2 separate regions of the Pan troglodytes genome follow, and region 1 is linked to region 2. Evidence: chromatin contacts called from public Hi-C data. All regions are on one chromosome and are shown on one strand. The core of a region is the stretch at or near the end of the contact, and the rest is flanking DNA. Distances in the headings are between cores, read along the strand shown. Region 1 overlaps SIPA1L3 (signal induced proliferation associated 1 like 3). Region 2 holds the start of WDR87 (WD repeat domain 87).

Region 1 (2,978 bases), core at 445-2,944, 180 kb before region 2:
AACAAGAGTGAAACTCCGTCTAAAAAAAAAGTACATAACACATAGATGTGAGGCCGAAGAAAGTATCAGAAAGCAAATACCTGGGTAATCACTATCCAAATCAAGAAATGTATTTCCAGCACCCACAGCCCATTTGTACCCCTTTTTCCTCAAAATTAACTCTATCCTGACTTTCAACACCATCATTTATTTCTGTCTATTTTTGAACTTCAGGCAGTTTGTATTTTTTTATTCTTTTTTTCTTTTGAAGACAGGGTCTAACTCTGTTGCCCAGGCTGGAATGGAGTGGCACAATCATGGTTCACTGCAGCCTCGACCTCCTGGGCGCAAGAGATCCCCTGCCTCAGCCTCCTGAGCAGCTGGGACTATAGGCATGTGCCACCATGCCTGGCTAATTTTGTATATTTTTGTAGAGACAGAGTCCCACTATGTTGCCCAGGCTGGTCTGCAACTCCTAGGCTCAAGTGATCCTCCTGCCTCGGCCTCCTGAAGTGCCAGGATTACAGGTGTGAGCCACTGCGCCCAGCCAGGCAGTTTGTATTCTTTTGTTATCTAGCTTCTTTCTCTGAATGCTACATATATGAGCTGCAGCTATGCTGTTGCGAGAGGCTGACGTTTTACTCCTTTTCACTGTTGATGAGCACCAGAACTGCTTCCAGTATTTGCCAACTGTGAATAGTGCTGTTAGGAACCCTCACAGAAGCACCTCAGTGCACATGAACACCTTTTCTTTTGGGTTTATGCCTAGGATAGAAATTGCTAAATCACCAGGCATGCTAATCTTCAATTTTACTGAACTGCCAAACAGTTTTCCAAGTGGTTGTACCAATTTACACCCCACCAGCCCTGTCTGAGAGCCCCTGCTGCTCCACATCCTCACTAATACCAGCTCATGCTTGTAGCCACAGCATGCTGCTGGCCACCAGGTTATGCCATGCACTGGACCAGCACCACACCAAGAACGCACAAAGAAAAATCCCTCTCCAGGGGGCTTGTTACAAGCACCCAAAGTACACTTGGGGCTGTGGTTTAAAGACTAAGGAGGAGGCCAGGTGCGGTGGCTCACACCTCTAATCCCAGCACTTTGAGAGGTCGAGGTGGGCGGATCACTTTAGGTCAGGAGTTCGAGACCAGCCTGGCCAACGTGGTGAAACCCTGTCTCTACTAAAATAGAAAAATTAGCCAGGCATGATGGCTCATGCCTCTAATCCCAGTTACTCAGGAGGCTGAGGCAGGAGAATCACTTGAACCCAGGAGGCGGAGGTTGCAGTGAGCCAAGATTGTGCCACTGCACTCCAGCCTAGGCGACAGAGTGAGACTCCGTCTCAACAAAAACAACAAAAAGACTAAGGAGGATAAGTATTAACTGCAAAAACATGCTTGCCTAAGTCGACAAACACAGGAGGTGGCAAAAATAACATGTCATGACTTCACCTCTAAGCACACAACCCACCCTCACCAAATAGCACCTGGGCGAGAGGCATGTGTGGAAGGAATAGAATGATCCCACTTCTGGCCCCGGTAATTAACAAACAAACAAATCTCTCTTATCACAAGCACGGTAGTGTCGAAACCAATCATGAAAAGCAATGATGTTGGGGGCTTTGCCCTGTCAATCTGAGTGGCCCTGGGGTTGTGGGTTTCAGTTAAGACCAACAGGATCAGTGTCTTTATATCTTACTGACACTGTCCCACAGTGCCCTCTGCTGGGAACGAGGGACAGCACGGACCAGAAATCTTCCTTCTTCCTCCCTGGAGACGGGTGACTTACAGTCACATTTTGGCTCTGACCACCTCATCGGCGCGCACTACTTGAAAAACTCCTTTAGCACTGGGGACAGTAAGTGGGACACTGGCAGGTCATGAGTGGCCACCTCACTCTCCATCTGGTCACCCCCACCATCACCTCCCACCTGGACAGCAGCCTCCTCCAGGTCTCCCTGCCCCTGCCCTGTCCCCAGTCCATTCTTTCTACAGCTGCCTGAGTCAGATCACAGCCTTCCTCTGCTCAGAGGCTGAAAACATCTGGCATCAGCTAGACGAGGGCAACAAATCAAGTGAGCTGTGAAAGGCACACAGTACCATGCAAACAAGGAGGTTCCAGCTGGTACAGGTTATCCCCACTCACTCCTGACTCAGACGTACTCCCCGCTTGACTCTGTGCTGGGCGGCAGGTGTACCCTTCAAGAACATTTCCTAGGAGGTTACTTAGGAGGTGGTCTGCCTGGGTTTGAATTCTAGCTCTAGCTCCTCCCTAGCTATGTGACTCTGGGCAAGTCGCTTAATTTCCCTATTTCCTCATTGATAAAATGGGGATAAAAATGCCTGCCTCAAGGCAATGAAAGGATTAAAAAAGATCCGTGCATAATGCTTAGTGCTGTATCTTGGGTATAGAGTGAGAGCTCAATGTGTGCTAACCATTATTATCTGTAGATGTGTGTTAAATGTTTATGGACAAAGCCACATGCATAGTTAATAGTTTTAAAAATATTATTTCTTTTTTATTTATTTTGTTTTTGGAGACAGAGTTTCGCTCTTGTCGCCCAGGCTGGAATGCAATGGTGTGATCTTGGCTCACTGCAACCTCTGCCTCCTGGGTTCAAGTGATTCTCCTGCCTCAGCCTCCTGGGATTACAGGTAGCTGGGATTACAGGAGTGTGCCACCATGCCCAGATAATTTTTGTATTTTTAGTAGAGATGGAGTTTTGCCATGTTGACCAGGCTGGTCTCGAACCCCTGACCTCAGGTGATTCACCTGCGCAGGCCTCCAAAAGTGCTGGGATTACAGGCGTGAGCTACCACGCCTGGCAATTAATTTATTTTTAATAGAGATGGGGTCTTGCTACGTTGTCCAGGTTGGTCTCAAATTCCTGGGCTCAAGCAATCTTCCCGCCTCAGCTTCCCAAAGTGCTGGGATTACAGGTGTGAGCCACTGCACCTAGCTGAGTTTTAAATTTTTTAACCTTAAGCAGGAAGCT
Region 2 (2,782 bases), core at 256-2,755:
GGGGGTGACCAATACTACGGCCAGAGCCCCACCCTCAGAGGGTCTCTGGGCCACTAGGAAAACGCTGAATAAATGGTACCATTTACTGAGCGTTATATGCCAGCTGCTGAGCTAAGCACTTTACACATGGTATTCTCACTGCATCCTGAAAACAACTCGACGAAGTGGTTGCTATTTAAATCCCCATTTTATAGATAGGGAAACCAAGGCACAGAGAGGTGAAGCCAGTTGCCCAAAGTCACACAACTGGTAAATGTTCAAATTTGAACCTGGGGTCTCTCTGCCTTCCAAACCAACGCTCTTAACAAAATAATCTCGGTTAACAGCAGCTAGCCTGCATTGGGTGCTAACTAAGGACTCACCTCTTTACATGCACACGCTCAACTAATCCTCACCCTATGCAATCGATAACATCTTCACCTCATTTTTCGGAGAGCTAACAATAACCCAAATACGTAGTAAGTGCCTCCTATGTGCCAAATGTTTTATTATATTATCTCAACAGAGTCTCCGCCAAGATGCTCTCCTACTCCGTTTTACTGCAGGGGAAATTGAGGTTCGGCGCGGTTTCCCCAGATCGCGGCTCCCGAGTGGCACAGCCGGGACGCGAATCCACCGCTCCCCGCCTCCAAGCTCTTCACCACAGCGCCGGGGTGCACGCCTGGAAAGTTGAGCCATGCGGGCACGAGTCCGGCTGGGTCCGGAGGGCGCGAGTCCCGGCGCCGCCGCCCCCCACGGCCAGTACCCACACCCGGCCGTCCGCCCGCGCTGACCCTCGGGGTCCGGGCAGCCACCGATTCCCCGCCACCCTTGCGCGAGGCCGATCCTGCACCCGGAGCCACGTACCTGGACGCCCCGGCTGCCCGCCTCGCGGGCCCCACGATCGCGGCGTCCAGCTCCGCGCCGCTCGCTGGAGACGCCGCCAGCTCCGGTGGCCCGAGTGACTTCCAGGCTGCCCACTTCCAAGCCGCTTCGCGCGAGTCCTCCTGGGAACTGTAGTTTCGCCCTAGCCGGCCGCGAACTCAAAAGAGAATAGCGCGCGGGGGCTGCCGGGAGCCGTAGGCGCACCGCCGCGCTGCCTCCTAGGAACGGTAGTCCGCTGGTCGCCTTCGTGCAGCTCCAGTCTCTAGAGCACTTCCGCAGCCCCGAGGGGCGTGAGGGAGGGAGGTGTGTCTCCTGCAGACTACAGCTCGAGAGCCGCGCTCTTCGCCCCGCCGGGGCGGTTTCTCCTTTCTTCTGGCCCCGTCTACCTCCTCCCTTCATTCGGCGGAACCTCTCCCTCACTCTCTGCCAGGCTCGAGTCACTCACCCCTAGGACGCTAGCCCGGGGGAAACGGGGGAAGCGGAGCAGTGCGCTAGACCCCCAGCGGAGGGGGCGGTGGAAGAGGGCGTAGATGCACGCCCGCGCACGCGCGGTCGTCGGCAGACCCCGGCCTAAATTGCCGCGGGCCCCCGCGGAGAGGATTTTTTTTTTTCTTTCGAGAGCGCGCGCCCATGCGCACGCGCGTTCAGACCCCTGGCCTCGGGAAGTCCGCCGGCTGCGGGGTTGGGGGCCAACCGTTCTGTGGGCGGAGTCCTCTCGCAGCATCCGCCAGGTAGCTTCTTAGTTGCTGCCCCTAGCTCTAGGAGCTCCTGAGTGCACACGCCGTACCCGTCCCTTGTCGGGAATCCTGTCGCAGGTAACAGGCGCAGCCGATGCTTTGAGATAGAGACGCCCTGCCTTCCCTGCCACGTGCAGGAGGCCCGAGGGTGAGGGGCCCCAGGTGTAGTCGCCTCTCCCCGGCGTAGGCGGCTCCAGAGCTCTGCCTTCGACGGGAGCCACAAGACCCGGGGGCTGCCTAGGGGCCTTGTTATCTTGCATTCTTTTGTTGATCGCACATTCCTGAGGGTAACTAGTGTTTGTAGAGTACCTACACCTTGGGAAATTTTGTCCAAATTTAATCCACCTGGTGACATAACCAAGCAGCGGAATACCCCGCAACACACACTCCTTTTTTAATGTATATTGCCACTCCTCCATAAGAGTTACCGAGGGAATTGACTGGAATTGCAAGGTCCTCTGGTGGAGAAGCCGGAGTCAATACCCTTTCCGCCTCAGCCTGCCTTCTAGGAAGATGTTCACTAGCACTTGAAGCTGGGAAGCATATGTTTCTTCCTGGGAGACCACATTTTTCCACTCATTCAACAAAAATGGATTAACCACCTATTCCATGTCAGGTTGGGTGATTATGGAGACACAAGAGAAATCCAGACAGACTGGAGTCCTACCTTCAGGGAGTTTTCAGTCCAGTAGGGATATCAGGCCACCACCAGACTACAACAATGTAGAGCAATACTAGCTAAGAGAAATACACCCTGCACTTTGAGCCACCGAGGCAGGAGGATCACTTAAGGCCAGGAGTTGGAGACTGGCCGGGTAACATAGCAAGACCCTATCTCTACTAAAACTAAAAAACTAGCTAGGCGTGGTGGCATGTGGCCATAGTCCCAGCTATTCAAGAGGCTGAGTATCGCTTAAGCCCAGGAGTTTGAGACTGCAGTGAACCATGATAGCATCACTGCCCTCCAGCTTGGGCGACAAAGCAGAACCCTGTCTCTTTAAAAAAAAAAAAAATTATATATGTGTGTGTTTTTATGTGTAATGCAAGCCACATATGCAATTTTAATTTTGACATAAACAGGTAAAATTCATTTTATTTATCATTATTATTTACTTACTTTTTTTTTCTTGCTATGTTGCCCAGGCTGGTATTGAACTCCTGGCCTCAAGACATGTTCCTAC

What was found. Hi-C and Micro-C count contacts between places; a contact is called where the count stands out from the background.
Region 1: a Hi-C map of induced pluripotent stem cells shows a contact between it and region 2, with 3 times the contacts expected there. The contact joins the enhancer-like site here to the promoter of WDR87 in region 2. A contact is called at or near these places in 4 of 7 Hi-C or Micro-C datasets (blood, induced pluripotent stem cells and stem cell-derived neural progenitor cells) and 1 of 1 datasets of contacts at active chromatin or transcription factors (stem cell-derived excitatory neurons).

The regions. Positions count from the first base shown.
Region 1 is chr20:41,218,082-41,221,059 of NHGRI_mPanTro3-v2.0_pri, reverse strand. All of the region lies in intron 4 of SIPA1L3 (signal induced proliferation associated 1 like 3), which reads right to left. Among named protein-coding and RNA genes, the nearest start is that of DPF1, 130 kb to the left of the region's middle. Within about 2 kb of position 1,694, at least 3 of the 24 cell types and tissues checked have an H3K27ac peak or open chromatin away from gene starts, as enhancers often do. A contact at or near this core is called in induced pluripotent stem cells, where this site is marked.
Region 2 is chr20:41,037,225-41,040,006 of NHGRI_mPanTro3-v2.0_pri, reverse strand. It overlaps WDR87 (WD repeat domain 87), which reads left to right and starts at 1,505. Exons shown (of 6, transcript XM_054673401.2): 1 at 1,505-1,679. It overlaps SIPA1L3 (signal induced proliferation associated 1 like 3), which reads right to left and starts at 1,414. Exons shown (of 22, transcript XM_024351291.3): 1 at 847-1,414.